Linked DNA regions of Mus musculus: all the other regions are linked to region 2. A link is a contact called in public Hi-C, HiChIP or PLAC-seq and capture Hi-C data. All regions are on one chromosome and are shown on one strand. The core of a region is the stretch at or near the end of the contact, and the rest is flanking DNA. Distances in the headings are between cores, read along the strand shown.

The links. Hi-C and Micro-C count contacts between places; a contact is called where the count stands out from the background. HiChIP or PLAC-seq counts read pairs in DNA pulled down with a chosen protein or histone mark. Capture Hi-C pulls out chosen DNA fragments and counts their contacts.
Region 1: a contact with region 2 is called in a capture Hi-C map of embryonic stem cells, with 7 times the contacts expected there. The contact joins two enhancer-like sites. A contact is called at or near these places in 1 of 15 datasets of contacts at CTCF or cohesin (large pre-B cells), 3 of 484 Hi-C or Micro-C datasets (the HL-1 cell line, cerebral cortex and mammary gland), 4 of 115 datasets of contacts at active chromatin or transcription factors (embryonic forebrain, embryonic stem cells, large pre-B cells and 1 more) and 1 of 9 other capture datasets (embryonic stem cells).
Region 3: a Hi-C map of the N1E-115 cell line shows a contact between it and region 2, with 5 times the contacts expected there. The contact joins two enhancer-like sites. A contact is called at or near these places in 1 of 15 datasets of contacts at CTCF or cohesin (pro-B cells), 1 of 484 Hi-C or Micro-C datasets (the N1E-115 cell line) and 4 of 115 datasets of contacts at active chromatin or transcription factors (embryonic stem cells and stem cell-derived neural progenitor cells).
Region 4: a contact with region 2 is called in an H3K27ac HiChIP or PLAC-seq map of differentiating embryonic stem cells, with 6 times the contacts expected there. The contact joins the promoter of Erp44 here to the enhancer-like site in region 2. A contact is called at or near these places in 8 of 39 promoter capture datasets (the 3T3-L1 cell line, 3T3-L1-derived adipocytes, the C10 cell line and 5 more), 4 of 484 Hi-C or Micro-C datasets (cerebellar granule neurons, cerebral cortex, cortical neurons and 1 more), 19 of 115 datasets of contacts at active chromatin or transcription factors (the NIH/3T3 cell line, VIP interneurons, bone marrow-derived macrophages and 12 more) and 2 of 9 other capture datasets (embryonic stem cells and liver).

What each region holds. Positions count from the first base shown.
Region 1 is chr4:48,107,122-48,111,109 of GRCm38.p6, forward strand. No RefSeq gene overlaps it. Among named protein-coding and RNA genes, the nearest start is that of Stx17, 16 kb to the right of the region's middle. Within about 2 kb of position 1,715, at least 33 of the 459 cell types and tissues checked have an H3K27ac peak or open chromatin away from gene starts, as enhancers often do.
Region 2 is chr4:47,436,397-47,440,351 of GRCm38.p6, forward strand. No RefSeq gene overlaps it. Among named protein-coding and RNA genes, the nearest start is that of Alg2, 36 kb to the right of the region's middle. Within about 2 kb of position 1,460, at least 180 of the 459 cell types and tissues checked have an H3K27ac peak or open chromatin away from gene starts, as enhancers often do. A contact at or near this core is called in the N1E-115 cell line, the NIH/3T3 cell line, VIP interneurons and 13 more, where this site is marked.
Region 3 is chr4:47,997,262-48,001,205 of GRCm38.p6, forward strand. No RefSeq gene overlaps it. Among named protein-coding and RNA genes, the nearest start is that of Gm52735, 34 kb to the left of the region's middle. Within about 2 kb of position 1,255, at least 4 of the 459 cell types and tissues checked have an H3K27ac peak or open chromatin away from gene starts, as enhancers often do. A contact at or near this core is called in the N1E-115 cell line, where this site is marked.
Region 4 is chr4:48,277,495-48,281,238 of GRCm38.p6, forward strand. It overlaps Erp44 (endoplasmic reticulum protein 44), which reads right to left and starts at 2,095. Exons shown (of 12, transcript NM_029572.3): 1 at 1,890-2,095. The coding sequence starts at 1,946. Invs (inversin) reads left to right here and starts at 2,266. Exons shown (of 17, transcript NM_010569.4): 1 at 2,266-2,481.

The DNA of each region.
Region 1 (3,988 bases), core at 465-2,964, 670 kb after region 2:
TATTCAGTTTGTGCACCAGAAGTTTGAACCTCACCGCAGGGATGACTCACTTCTGCTCTCTGATGGCTGAGACTCAGCCGTGAAGGCATGAAGGCTGGGGCTGAATAGGGGGCTCAATGGCTTGGATCATATCAGCTGGAGGGCTGTCTATGGTTGATCCTGGCTTGGTGGGGACCTCGTTGAGTTTGTTGGCTGGAAGAAATACAAGTGACCTCTCGATAAGATGCCCCTGCGTGAGCTAATTTAAATCTCTTTGTAGCTGTTCCATGGCCATGTTCTAAAAGAATTTCATAACAGACAAGCAGAACAGTTATTTCTCATCTGACCTCGAAAGTCACATAACATCCTCCAAAGTCATGGCCCATTAAGACATCATGAGAGGGAACACAGATTCCACTTTTCCATGGAAGGAGAGTCAGTCACATTGTAAGAAGAGCAGATTTTGTGAGGATAATCCTTTTGGTCAACTGTGGAAATTCAATCTTCCTCAGATGAATGATATTATTACTGAACCTTTGTCTTATCTGGACCTTGGGGAATTCTTTTCACATCCCTCAACAGCTAAAATAAATGCAGAGTCATAGAAGTCCTGCTCTGTTTGCGAGCCTAATAGCACAGCATTTCTTTGGAAGATCAGTTGGGATGGGTTAGGGGTGTACACCTATAATCCTATCACTCAAGAAGCTGAAGCAGGAGAATCATAAATTCTAGACCGGACTGGACTAAACAGCAAGATCCTGTCTCAATATCAACAACAACAAAATTAGACTAGGGAAATTAATCTGGGTGATAGGTAAGGGGAAAAAATTCCCAACAGATAGATTGGAATAGGTACAAACCATGTTGGGAATTTGAGAAACAATGGAAGCAGACCCTGCTTCCAGGAACCATGGAGGCAGGATGGAGAACAGAGAGAAGTAAGACAAACCAATGAAGTCCACACAAGAAAACAAGTTTCCACGATGAATAACCAATCCTAATTATGGGATAATGAATTTTTTTCCCACTGAAGGAGATTATTGACTGAGACAAAATATTTGTTGTGAGTGTGTACAAACATGGAGTGTTCTGACATACTTGACTGTGCCGGCTCAAATGGGGGAGAATATGGTTCGTAGACCCTGGTGATGCTGATATCTCAAAATCATATGATGATTTCCATTAATGCCTGTTATAAAGGTGTTATAATGGGTTTACCACATTCATTGTTTATTATGTTAAGCTAGTTTTTTTTTTTAAAGAATGGGTAATTTTCTTTTATTTATTTATTTATTAATATGTAAGTACACTGTAGCTGACTTCAGACACTCCAGAAAAGGGCGTCAGATCTCGTTACGGATGGTTGTGAGCCACCATATGGTTGTTAGGATTTGAACTCATGACCTTTGGAAGAGCAGCCAGTGCTCTTACCTGCTGAGCCATCTCACCAGCCCACCAGTTTTTTTTTTTTTTTTTTTTTGATGTTCTGTCTTTTATTTATATACTAAGTATCCATTGTCTTCATTTTATGTTGTCTCGGGACCTAGAGTCTTCTGAGTTTGTCAAACTATTTTGCCATCAACTCTTGGAACATTCTAGCACCAGGTGGCAGCAAAATCTGAGAGCTGAGATAAAATCCTTGGCAGGGAAGTAAACACCCAATGAGAATCTACTTCAGCCTTTAGGATGGTCAATAGGGAACTGAAAATCTATTACTTCCTTATTGCCTTTGTTTATGTTCAGCTATTTTTCTCTCCTCACCCCCACCTCCCAACCCCATTTCCTTTTCTACCCCTCTCACTCTCCTGTTCCTCGTGCCCCATCTCATTTAGTGATGCAGTTTTCTAAGCTGTGTATAAACCCACATCTCCCCTCACCCTGCTCCAACCCCTTACACTCTTGTAGACAGAGAGAAAAAGCTAAGTAGCCCTGTGCACTCTGCTGAAAACTAGGTACGCAAGAGCAAGGACTGAGATAGCTAGGTTCAGAGAGGGAGCAGCATAAGCCAAATTGGAATCTTAAGAAGATCTAAGATCTAAAGAAATAAGTACTAGGCTCTGTCCAAATAGAATCTGAAGCGAAGTAAGGTCGAGTGCTGTAGAAACACCAATTCCACAAAACCGGAAGCCCAACCACATTCAGGCAGCAGCAAACAAAGAAGAGTTGTAAAGCAAGAACTCTTGAGAAAACTGACAGTGATGTATCAATACATGAAGCCATGGTGCTCGGGTTATTGTGAGTCAGCGTATAGACAGAGAAGCAGTTACACTCACGTTGTTTGTACACACTCACAACAAATATTTTGTCTCAGTCAATAATCTCCTTCAGTGGGAAAAAAATTCATTATCCCATAATTAGGATTGGTTATTCATCGTGGAAGCTTGTTTTCTTGTGTGGACTTCATTGGTTTGTTTTACTTCTCCGTTCTACCCAGAATGACCAACTGACAGAGTGCTAGGAACCTTGGCTGGCTTTCCCCTGCACTTGTTGGGTGATCCACAGTGGCTGTCTGTGAGTCTGAGGCAGCTCCTGGGTCAGATGGGAGTACAAAAGCTAATGGAGCCTTGCCTGCAGACACGGCGGTGATTCGAATGGCAGGTCCAATTTGCTCGTACTTGAAAAGCTCTGCCTTAGTTCACTTCAGATTCTATCTGGACAGAGCCTAGTACTTAAGCTGTCAACCTGGATAGAGATGCATACTTTTTAAATACAAAATCATTTTAAGGTCCATCAAATGGATTTTTTAAGTTGGGGAATAACTCAAAATTGCCAAGCAACTTCATTTTCAGGTGCATTCTTAATCACGACATGGCTCCAAATAGGATTTTTTCAATAATTATGTTTTGCAAGCATCTTTAAAAATTGGTATAGAAGCATTTAGGCGCTTTTCAATCCTTTTCCCTGGTTGTTTTAAAAGGTCCAGGATTCAGTCTTTGGAACATGTATCAAACTCTCAAATTAGAAGCCACAGTTTCAAGAATCCCTAAGAGGTCTGGAGAGGGGTCTATTGTGATCTCTCTTTATTCCAGAAGCTTTCTACACAGCTGCATATTTCATTGTGTCGCGTAAAAATGGATTTTCGTGTCATACACTTAGAGCGGAAACAACGGTCTTTGTTCTGAGCAGAATTTCAGAAGAGTCACAGGTGTCAGCAGGTAGGAGGAGTCCAGGTTTTGCTCTTAGAAAGAGAAGGCACACTGTGGTCAGTAACTGCTTCTTAGGGATTACTGTTAATGACTGGCCTCACAAACCAAAAGGTGGACAGGTCTTCACCAAGTAGGAGTTTATGGACACCTAGCCCAGTGATGTAGTCAGAGTAACTGGGGAGAAGGGTTTGGAGTCTCTAAAGAGGCCTTGAAGGAGGCCTGGCATGATTCCAGAGTCTATACCATAGGAACCAGATTTACTGACATAAGACACCGCCCTACTTGCTGTGATACGCACTAGTAGGTTCTGATACACAAAACAGGAAGCACATCTGTTGTTCATGTGAGTGGCACTTGGATCCTCTGATAAAGAAAGTTTTCATCTATGGACAGAGCTACACAGAAAACCAATTATTACCAGAAGTCTGCTGCACATAAGCATACACTGAGCGCAAGGAGAGCCAGCAGCACATAAGTCTTTAATAGCTTTGTCTCTGATCCAGCTCCATGTGCTTGTCTCCATAAGGAACAAGACAGATTAAAGCCCTCTTTTGTTTCCTTATCTGGGCTTGAGTTAATGGAGTTTTCTGATTCTGGTGTTTTAGACTCAATTTCAACTTGATTTTCATTTCCTTCTGAAGCGAATGGAAGTGTAATAGGAACTCAAAAGAGACACATGCACAGAGAACTGTCTCAAGATCTGAGAAGAAAGCAGAGCCCTTAACTACATTTATTACATGACTTCAAATGTTCCTAGACCAGGAGAAACTACCCCAACAGTGTTCAATATGCAGCCAGTTATCCCCCAAGACATTGGCAATATCACTGGAGAAGAAGAGGGGCTTTTTCTCAGAAACAAAGAG
Region 2 (3,955 bases), core at 210-2,709:
ATATAACCTGAGGTCGTGTCATTTTCCCTCTCATAAATGGTTTGATGACCTCAGGGAGAGGGAGTCTATGGGAAGGACATGTGCAGAAAAGCATGCTTCCGCCAGGGGTGGTGACTCACACCTGTAATCCCAGCACTGGGGAGACTGAGGCAGGGGGACAGCTGAGAGTTCCAAGTTGGTCTCAGGTATCTCCTACCTCCTAAGTGGTTTTCATAGACAGGAGCTTGGCTTTTGCGAAGCACACATGACAGACAAAGCTCACTTCCCAGGTTTTCCTCATGAAGGCCAGAAAGCAACTGTGCCACTCACTTTAATCTCTCTTTCTTATTAATTTATTTATTCACTTTGCATCCTGATCAACCCCCTTCCTCCACTCCCCCCAGTCTCACCCTTACAAATCCCTCTCCCCCATTACTCCCTCATCTTCTCCTTAGAGAAAGTAAAGCCCCCTGGGGTACCACCCCACCCTGAGACATCCAGTCCTAGATGGACTACACACCCCTTTTCCTGAGGACCAACCAGGCAGTCCAAGTAGAGGAAGGGGATCCAATGGCAGCCACAGGGTCAGACAGCTCAGTTGTTAGGGGACCCACATGAAAACCAAGCTGCACATCTGCTACAAGTGTATAGGGAATCTAGGTCCAGCCCACTGGTTAGTGGTTCGGTCTCTGTGAACCCCCACAGGCCCAGGTTAGTTGTGGTGTCTTTGACCACTCCGGCTGGCTTAATCCTATCCCCTACTCTTCCACAGGACTCCCCACAGGCCACCTGATGCTTGTGTCTGCTTCCATCTGCTCCTAGGTAAAGCCTCTCAGGAGACATATGTCTCCCCTTTTCAATAAGGTAGTATGAAATACAGAGAAAGTATATGTGAAGCACCCTAAGGGGCAGGGCAGAGGGAGGGAGGATGGCAGTGTTCCCACTCCGGCAGGCTGTACGAGCAGGGAGCTTCCCCGGGGCTGATTCTCTTGGAAGCCCAGCCCTAGAGAAGACACGCTGGACTGGTGTTTCCCATAATACTCCTGGGAGAGGGGAACATTGGACAGGCAGGCAGAGAAGCAAGCTCTGGAGCACGGTGCCCAGCTTCCCTGTGGCCTCATTCATACACCTGCCACACAGTGCCAGGAGACCTGGCGTTAAGGAGCCACCTTTCTCAAAGGAGCCCGATCCTCATGGAGATTGCCGCTGCTCTGAAAATATAGCGGGCGTGGCCATCCTCTCAGCTGACACACCCTTTGACCCCTTTGAATGCTTGGAGCTGGCAGATGCCTAGAGCTGAGGACACTTACATGTATGTTCAAACAAGTATAAGAAGCTGCACCCCCCGCCCCCTTCAGACAGAGCAGAGATGAACCAGAAGGCCCCCCGCCCCCATCTCCAGCAAAGGCGGGACAAGCCAGCTGCCTGGAGGAGGGGCATAAGAGTCAGTTCCCCACGGACGACTTCGTTGACAGCTGAAGGGTGAGGTGGAGCGACAAGGAGACACTCGCTCACCCTTCACCCCTCATGAGTGCTGGGGCAGCGCTGCTGGCTGGTCATTTCCCAAAAGCTTGCCAAAACAAGCGACATAAATCAAATTTTCATTTCATTCCTTCAGGCTCGACCCTTCCGTCAGGCACTCAACAGCTGCCTCCTGAGCAGATGTACAGCTCATTAGTCTATCGTGCCGCTAGAGCCAAGTCCAGGACCCCAACCCCCATTCCGGGGCGGGGGTTGGGGGGGGGGCGGTAGGGAAGGACGCTAGCAGCCTTTGTTCTTCCACTGTCGAGCACTTCGCATATCAGCCACCAGGGGGCGAAAGCTGCACATACATCGTTGGTTCCCAGAGCCAGCTCAACCCTACAACCCTCTCGCCTGGCGTTTGGAAGGCGATCAGGGAGGGATGGTGAGACCTTCCTCTACCTCCAGAGCTTTTCAAGCCTTTAACGTGTAGGAATATCTTGTTTGGTGCGAGGATGCTTGGTTTAGGCAGACAGAACTGGATTCAGATGCCTGGTCTGATGCTCTCAGCCTTTGGGCCTTCATGATGAAATGTGATGGTATCGCTTGCTGTGGGACCCCACCCGGTGATCCTGAGGCTAACGTGAGGCAGATGAAGTGAGGAGCAGCTAAGCATCGTGACAAGGAAGTTCTCTAGGGACATAGAGTGCATGCAATTTCTCATGTCTTTATTTTCTCTTACTATGTCTCATTAACCACACATTTAAGCCTCTTATTTAATATAGATGAACAGAATCATATTCAGAATATCTCTGTGTTCTCTGTCTCTCTCAGACACACGCACGCACACACACACACACACACACACACACACACACACACACACACACACACACACGTCTCTGTCTCTCCAGGGCTGGAGATAGAAACCAGGGCCTTGCACATGCTCAGTAATTACTCTACCATTGAGCTATGTTCTCAGAGTCGTCTTTCTTCTCTAAAACAAACCAAGCCAAGAAGCGCCATGTGTTTATCTGTAAATCAACATGTCTATAAATCGATTCCACCAGTTGTCCCCATCCTTAAGTGTGGAGTCCAAGAAGCAGCAATAGGTTGGAGAGTGAAGCTGTTTCTGTTGTGCCTGTGGCTCACCCGTTCTCTCCCTTGTGGACCTGTGGTCCTCTCCCTACTCTACCCAGGATCCTCCCCTCCCCCTGCTTCCTTTGCTGCTGCGACTCAAGGTGGAGTCGCCTCCGCTACCCCCACAATTCTGACATTAGCAACCTGCCCCAGGTGACTTTCTAAAGGGAGGTGGGTTCCTGCCACATTCTCCTTGGAGGCATCACAGTTGCGTTTTGCCTGTTGACAAAGCTTGACAGCAGGCATCCAGGCCCTTAGAGCTGCATGTACTGGCTTCAAAGCCTGTGCCTGGCTCTTGGTTATGTGCTGTACACTCACAAGGCTGTAATCGCCTTCATAGCTATCTTGAGACATGGGGTCACATTATCAGCTTCAATTTGTAGTTAGAACTGGGCACTGAGAAGTGACCCTCTTGGTAATCTAGGGAGGAATAGAAGGGACAGCAATCTGAGACTTCCCCAAGTCACAGGACAATGTAATGCTATGCCTAGTGTCACCTTGCTTAGACGTACTGAGCCTCCTCCCAAGCAGCAGAATTCATGGTTCCTTCCCCCATGTTTTCCAGGAGCCCTGGTTATGTGCAAGACATTTTACCAGGTGTCACTCTGCCTCTGCTACTAGGATGGAATGGATTCAAGCACAGAACCAGAAAGGAACACTCAGAAAATTCTGACTACATCAAATCCTCTTTTATCTAGTAGTTTTACTGAACCATGCCTCCCATCCCACGCCCTAAACCTACCATTAGCCTCTATGCAGCTGGACTGCTGTGATTTCAATTTTGAATGCACCCCAAAGGCCTGTGTGTTAAAAGCTTGGTTCCTGGTGTGGTGCTGTTGGGAGATGGGGGAACCTTTAGGAGGGCAGGGCCGAACGAGAGATCTGCAGGTCACCAAGCTCTGCAACTTGTCCCTTTGCTTCCTGCCCATGAGGAGGTGGTTTTGTAGCATCGTGTGTTCCCGCTGTGATGCGCTGCTGCTTGTCACAGGCCTAAGGGATGAGCTAGAACCTCCACACCGGAGCTAAAATAAAGTTGGTTATCTGGGCTTGTCTGCCACAGCGCTAGAGAGTTGACAACCTCATGGGCTCTGCACATGCCGCAACCTGTTCAAGCTAAATCTCCTAGGGCAGAGCTCTTTGTGGATAGATCTGAGGTCCATCCTGGGCCCAACTGTGGCCTCCCTCTCTAGACCAAATCTCTCTCTGTGTACTGGCCTGGCTAGTCATTTTGCTCGGTGTACTGGTCTGGCTAGTCACTTTGCTTAAGAGAGCCTCTTACCTTCTGCCTGCCGCCCATCACCTTCTTATCCCAGGCAGGGGGCTGTTCTCAGCTTTGCTCTCACTGTCTGCCCCGTTGCACAGCCACTTTCAGCCC
Region 3 (3,944 bases), core at 5-2,504, 560 kb after region 2:
TATTAAACTATTGATTTCCAGAAAAACAGGATCTATCTTCCCCTTCCCTCCCCTTTTCCTCTACATATTTATACATCTGAATAGATTTGTTATATATAGTCTTTAGTGTATATGTTTACATATACACAGGGAGAGAGAGAAAGAGAGAGGGAGAGAGAGGAATCTTAAGACAGATACATAGATTTAAATGAGAAAAGTTTACAGGGAATATTTTTTAAATTACTAATAATGTCTTTTTCTTTTATCTTATATTAATTAAAACCTCCAGATGCCAACTTTTAGTTTACATTTGTGCTTATGTCTTATAATACATGCTGCTCCTTTCTTTTAAAAATTAAGATCTGAATGAGGTCTCTGTTTACCAAAGCCCAGCTCTACAGCCCTGCCATCTTGCCTGATTCCGAGAGCTAGCTGACCCTCTGCATCCCTTTCTTCACAGCCTTATTTCCTGCACTTAACTATGGGCTCCCCACTCAACTGTTTATCTGTTGGAACTTACTGTCACCATCAAGACCTGGACCTCTCAACTTCAACTGATCATCTTCAAATGTTGCAAGATGCCCAGTAAACCTCTACCCTGGTACCAACAAGCAAAACAGAGAATGAAAACACCCACTTTCCAGAAGCAAACAGAATCAAAAATATCTCCATTCCTAAAAATGTAAAAGCTCCAGAAATGAGTTTCTATTCTCCTTAGATACCTAGGTGCCTGCCCAGGTGTAGCTCTTTCTTCGATATGTCTGGTCCCCAGGCAACACAAAAATCTGCCAGTTTTTCACAGAAACCTTCCATGGTTGTTCTGTAACCTCAACTACTCTAGATCCATTGATTCTAATAAGTCTCCTTTTTCCATAATATCTGTGAATCGAGCCTCAGCTGGACATGTTAACTCAATGGGCTTGGCATTCCTAGCTGTGTTGAATGAAATCAGAAGTGTAGCGTTTTGGTGACTTAAGATGACAAACATTCCATGCCTGTCAAACCAGGAGACCCAGGAGCTGGCAGAAAAAAAAAAGGAAAAAAAAATCCCTGAACTTTGCTCAAAGAAAGTTCTGAAACTAACTGATGATGTTTTGTTCTCTAGCAATCAGTCAATGGTTCCTCTGAGTCATCTACGTTAGACAGAGATTGGCTATGTTGGTCAAAAGCTAAAAAGGCTAGTCGGGGCATTCTTCTGTGAGGCTGAGCCACCAGCATGACAGCCACAAAAGTCACATTGAGTATCACTGGGCAAGCAAGATCTTTGTCCAGAGACCAGCATGCTTGACTGAAAGGAGTTACTTTATAAATAATGTCTAGAGAAATGAGACTTCCCAGCACAGATCTGAAATGGCTTAATTTCGAACATGCATGCTGGCTAAATACAGTCTCATGCGTAGACAGATACATCATTGTTAAAGTGAGAAGAGAAAAACCTATTAGTGAAATTAAGGAAGACACATCCTTAACAGGCGTCCTGGTGTTCCATCTCACAGTTCTGGCCCCTTGCCCTTATGTGATGGATGAAGCTGATAATAGAAGAATTACAAACTGGGTATAAGGGCAACATTTTTCACTTGGAAAATCAAATTTGCTGAATTAGCAGCCACCAGCCCATTGGACGGGGAGCCCAGACATTGCACCACTTGTAAGAACAAATGCAGCATGATAACAGCGAACAGCTCGAGAAAGGGTGCAGAAGCAGCTCTCTCTTCAATTTGCTCGTCACACTGATGAGACTAAACAGAGCAGCCATTGCTTCTTCTCAACACCCACGGTGTTATACTTTCACCTCTTAAAGAAAAACTGAGTTTATATTTGCAGGAAATGACCAGCATGCCTAAAAGAGATGCCATAGGTAAATTCGTAATCCAGAAACTCAGTATCCACATTTCAACACCCCGGAGCACTGAACTTTGGTGTTCTTGAAATCAGTCATGGAAGTTATCCATAGCCACCGTCCATCACACATGAGTTTCATACATGATCAGAGCAGACCTTCAGTCAGTGTGCTGTGGAAATAGAACACAATAAGGAGGCCTGTGTGCACATGTGTCTGGGATTCACAAATGAGTTTCAGGAGGATAGCAGAGTCCGAGATACCCAGCAAGCTTTTCCATGCCTACAATAAAATATAAAAATCATGGCAAAAAATGTACAATGGGGGGAAAGATCATGATAAGTAATCTTAGATTTTATGCAAGTTTTTAAAGTAGAAGACAAAAGAATCAAAATGCAAAAGACAAATACAAATGGGATGAGATAGAGTAAACATAACTGACAAAGAATCAATATGGCCAGAGAATGCACAGACTTATAAACAAGCTATGAATGACATAAGTAAATACTGCACCAATGTAGCAGTGCCATTCACAAACACAGAAACGTGTTAAATCCCACTTACCCAAAACGAAAAGACTAATATGAATAAGACTTTTTTTTTTGCTTACCCAACTAACAATACTTTTTTTTCAAACAATACTTAATTATACATCATCCCTGCCAAGATCAGTAGAAAGGAGATAGAGTGAGACTTGTGGTCAGACGGAAGCTGTAGGGAGCGGCCTCTCATCCTTCCTCCCTGTGGTGGTGCTGTGGTCAGAGGTGCTCCTGCATTCCAACCTGCAATCCTATGTCTCGACAGGCACCCTCTAGATGATTGTGGACCTCACCTCCCAGGTCCAAGCTTCAGCCGTACTTTACTATACTAATCTTTTGTCAGTGACAATCTTTGACCTCAATCTCGGAGCTTGTGCCTCCTTGTCTCTTACTTAGAATTACTAACTTCTGCTGAATCTTCACAACCTGAACCCTTTCCTGCAAAGGCCATTGATATGTGCTCTTTCTATCTGGTAGAATGCCCTGGCCTGGCCTCCCCCTGTCCGATCTTGACATGTTGTAGTAGGACATTAATCTATATCATAGAGGGATGAAAAAGCAGCCAACCCTACTGTATACTGCCTCTGGCCCAGCATCACACATTATTCAATGGTGCGCGACAACTTCTGAGACCAGTGAGAAGCATCATTTCTGTCCTACCTGTGGGGAAGATGGAAAGGTACTTCCAGTCTCACATAGCTGCTGATTGCAGCCTGCAACATTTTGACTCCAAAGTGCCCCCCCCTTAGCTCCCCATGTAATCAAAGCCAGAGCTTTGATTATATACAACACATCTGAAGGCTGTGATTTTACTTACAGAATAAATCTTTATTATAGCGAACAATACAAAGATAAAGTCTTACTGCTTTTACAGCATCTAGCAGGACAATCAAATATTTCCTGGGAAACCAGTCAATACTTAAAATGAACAGAGCTTGATATTATTTTTATGAAACATTATTTTCTATGACCATTTTAAGAATAGGAATTGACAGGTTAAAACAAAATCAAACAAACACAAAAGTCATCCCATCCCATAACACTGAATGAACATTGACAGAGAGGCAAGCACAGTCAAGTGTGTGTGTGTGTGTGTGTGTGTGTGTGTGTGTGTGTGTGTGTGTGTGTGTGTGTCAGGGTGGGGTCTTCTCTGTGGCTCCAAGATGGAGACTAAAGTTTACAGATGAAACTCCACACAATATCCATATACAGAGGGTAGACACCTTCCTTGGTCCCTAGAGGGCAAAACAACCATACTATCAACCCACTCCTTTGTTGTAGTCCACCTGGGAATAATTAGAGTCCCGAACCTCTTGGAGTGCCTTATTCACAGTGAGGCCATTATCTTTTACCCTATTCCACAAAGCCAAGTTCCCTGAGGAGGTGGGGCACTGCCACTCGCAAACAATTCCTTGCAGAGCCAGGAAAGGCTTTAAGAGAGAAACTAGGCATCCCTCTGCTCTGAGTGGACAGAACAGAGCCAAAAGAAGAGACACCCTGGTAGCAAGCACCTCTGCCCTTCTCACCCCACAGTAGCAGAAGCAAATCTCTGCGGTTTCTATCACAGCAGAGGTGGGGGGGGGGGA
Region 4 (3,744 bases), core at 845-3,344, 840 kb after region 2:
AGGAGTTCTCTGAAATGGCTTCTGGGCTTCTTCTGGTCCTATCATCTATCTTTGCTTGGAAAGACAAACACACAATGTGTTTTTAACTAGACTTTAGGAAAATGTAGGCTTTATTGGAGAAGAAATCTTCACTTAGGTATTTAACAGGGTTGATAAATTCTCTAGAAAAAGTCTGTGTTACTTAGAAATAAATGTCCTCATTCTGTTTGGTTTTGTTTGTTGGTTTTTGAGACAGGGTTTCTCTGTATAGCCTTGGCTGCCCTGGACCTCACTCTTCTTAAACTTAGCTCTAGTGACATTTTCCTACAGAAATGTTTCAATGTTTCAATTTCTTAAGAATGTTGATCTTTGAACTTCTCAGTCACCTAAAAATAATTTCTAACAGACAACTCTTTTTAAGGCTGAGGAAAAGATTAGTAATTAGTATCCTTAAGAAGTATATGGCCTCTTATTAATGCAACAGTTCTAGAAGGTGCCACAGTACATAATAACACACATACACACACACACACACAGAGAGAGAGAGAGAGAGAGAGAGAGAGAGAGAGGAGGGAGGGAGAGACAGAGAGACAGAGAGTGACAGAGACAGACAGAGAGAGAGAAGAGAGAGAGAGAGATCCTCTATATAGAAGTAATTTACTGCTATATACTTACAAGTGCTAAGAAGACATATGTGGCCTCGTTTATACACAACTGTAGCCTTCAGAACTATTTTCATTTCATTTAGTTTACACTACTTTATTTTGAAAAAAGCAGAGTATTATATATAGCTTTTTAAAAAATGGCTTTCAAGCCATAATGAGAATGAAAAGTATTTTAAGTGCAGACATTAAACTTTTTATGTGATACGGGGGAATACACACTACAAATTAAGAAATCTATTTCTAGACTCAGTTTCGCCTGTAACCAACTACACAGCTTCTTGCAAGTTAATTATTATTCTTAAGCTGTGAAGAAAGTAATTTATATTCAATGATGCTAATCTTAGCTTTCTAAGAATCTACCACAATTCAAGTATTCTCAAATGCTGTCATTACGGTCCAATTAAATTCCTCTCATGTTCACATATGGAGTTAGACCTTCAGTTTTTGTCTCAATTTGACCTTAAGAAGAGGCCAAGTAAGTTGCATACTCAAGATAGACTTCAGAAGAAGAACTGGGGGAAGATTCTTTTCTAAGATGGGATGGTGTTGGGCAGGCAGGGAAGTACCAAGCACCTAGGTATGCAGGAGAGCTGGTTATTCTCCAGTTCAGAGCACTGACCAAGATTTATGTATGCTTCTAGGGTGCAGAGGTTGCAACAAGGCTAGCAGGAGGCTCTAGCAGAGCCTGTCAGATAATCACATCCTCCACCTTTTCAAATTCCTATTCTCCCAGTCGACACCAAACCAGACTCCAGTTCCGGGTTTCCAACCAATCACATTAAGCCACAACAGAGGGCTTTGCCAGCCGGTTTCAAGGATCCAGAGAGAGATTCACACGACCCCAACACCTGTCGGCTTCTAACGCCCCTCCATGTGGGAGAAAACATTAGGTGTACCCTAGGTCCCTTAGGATTCTGGTGCCCCAAGCAGGTCCTCAACGTCCACAAAACTGAAACGAACTCCAGGGGCCTCAGCGGTGACCTCCCTCCCACGGATCACTCACTCCCCCCAAGGCGAATTCTCCTATTTGCAGGTTCCAAGCCCTGACTGTGCTTTCGCAGGCCTTGTGGACCGCAGGCTTAAGGAGCCAAAAGAACGGCCAAAGTGAAGGTAGTGCCCGGGGGTGCACGCCTCGCCAGCGGAGGAGAGTCGAGGCAAGCAGGGGGCTGCACCGTTCCCCCTCGCGGAGGGCGGGAGGCGTTCAGGGACACAGTCGGAGGGTTTGTCACCCCGACATACACTCACCAGGAGCAGCAAGGAGCATCTGAGGTCTGCTAAAGACAGGAAGACCGCAGGATTCATGGTAACGACGGGGTCGACGGCGGGGTCAGGAGGTGGCGGCTGGGACTGGACCGGGCTAGAAAAGGGCTGGGCTCCGGGGCCGGCGGCAGCGGCACCTCGTCCTCTCGACCCGGAGCTCCAGCGGCGAACACCCGGGACAACTTCCAGAGAGGCCTCTCACGCCCTCACTTCCGGGTCCTGCCCATCTCGAAGCACGTCGGGAAATGTAGTCCATACTGTAGTTTCATTGACCATGTCATCGGAGAGCTGGGACTCTCTTTCCCAGTAAGCCCTGTGCCCACGACGGCCAAGCCATCTGTGCGCGGGGCTCTTCGGGATTGGAAGGGACCGCGTACCTCTGTGCCTCCGGGACGGGAACTACAATTCCCAGAGGGCTGTGCAGCCTGGAGCCCCAGGCTACTTCTTCAGAGCTCCCGGGCTCTAGTGTCCTGGGGTCTGTTCCTGTGGGCGCAGTGGCCTGGCTTGGCGGTAGGGGCGGCCCCGTGAGGGTTGTGCCTCCTGGGGCGGCCCCGGGACGCCATTCTTGGAGTCAGGGGTGAGTAGGAAGCGGTCCAGCATCGGCGGCTCGGGTAGGATGGAGAGCACCGCCCCGGGCTGCTGCTGCGTTTTCTTGGCCCGCCTGATCTGAGGTGTGGCCTGAGCCTCCATCCCTGGCCTCCAAGCTGCTGCCTCTTCTTTCTGTGCTACTTCCTCCGTTATATAAGGAGAATCACCACTGGGGCTTCGGTCAATCACTTACCCAGGGTTGTTTCAGAGGGTCCGTGAAACGAAGAGAACAGGGATGGGAAAGCATGCTGTAAACTGTAAAGCGCAGTGCCCAAGTGGCCGTGACCACTTCTTACAGTACAATTACGAAGTAACCAAGTAATAAAGGATTTTAACTTGGTGTATGGTAGCTTTCCAGAATCTTCTGTGAACATCCAGCTAGATCCACGTGCCTGGAAAGTTAGCCACATCATCACTACTTAGGAGGCATTCTTCATTTGTGATTCTCCCTACTCCAGTTCTTTGCTTCAGCCTTCCTGCTGCCTGAAGTGGCCTTACCCTTTTTCTTTCTGGCTTGCCATCTCAAGTGTCACCACTTCTGACATTTGATTCCCCTGACATCTGTCACAGTCACCAAATCTTTCTTCCTAAGCAGAATTTCTTTTTTCTGTGTGTGAGCTCAGCACCACTACGTTTGCATAGCAGTAATTAGAGTGTTTATTGCACAGGCTTATTTTATAATTATTTAATGATGATGATACATTTTAAAGCACTAACAAAGTGGCTTTGATTTCTTTCTATAAAAAATTATTTATTGGGGTGGGGACAACAAGGAAATGAGCATCTCTGCTAAAGGAGAAGAAGGAGGAGGAGGAAGAGGAGGAGGAGGAGAAAGAAGAAGAAGAAGAAGAAGAAGAAGAAGAAGAAGAAGAAGAAGAAGAAGAAGAAAATGATGAAGAACTAGCAACAGCACCTAGAGGAATGGCTTTCCCAGGGAGACAAAATTAAAGTGTAGTGGAGCCAATACTTAAACCCACTATTTCCTAAGGCAGTGGCCTTATCAATGTAACATTCATCATGTTCTCTGACCAAACCCAAGTTTCATTAAAATAAGAAATTGATAAACAGTAGGATTGGTTATGGTGGTATATGCTTGTCCTCCCAGCACTTGAGAGGTTGAGATGGAAGGATCAGGAGTTTAAGGCCAGTGTGGGCTACATAATAAATTCCCAGGCAACCTAGTCTTTGAATTTCAAGACCCTATCTTTCAAAAAATAAAGGGAGAGAAAAGAAAGAAAAGAAAGGAAGGAAG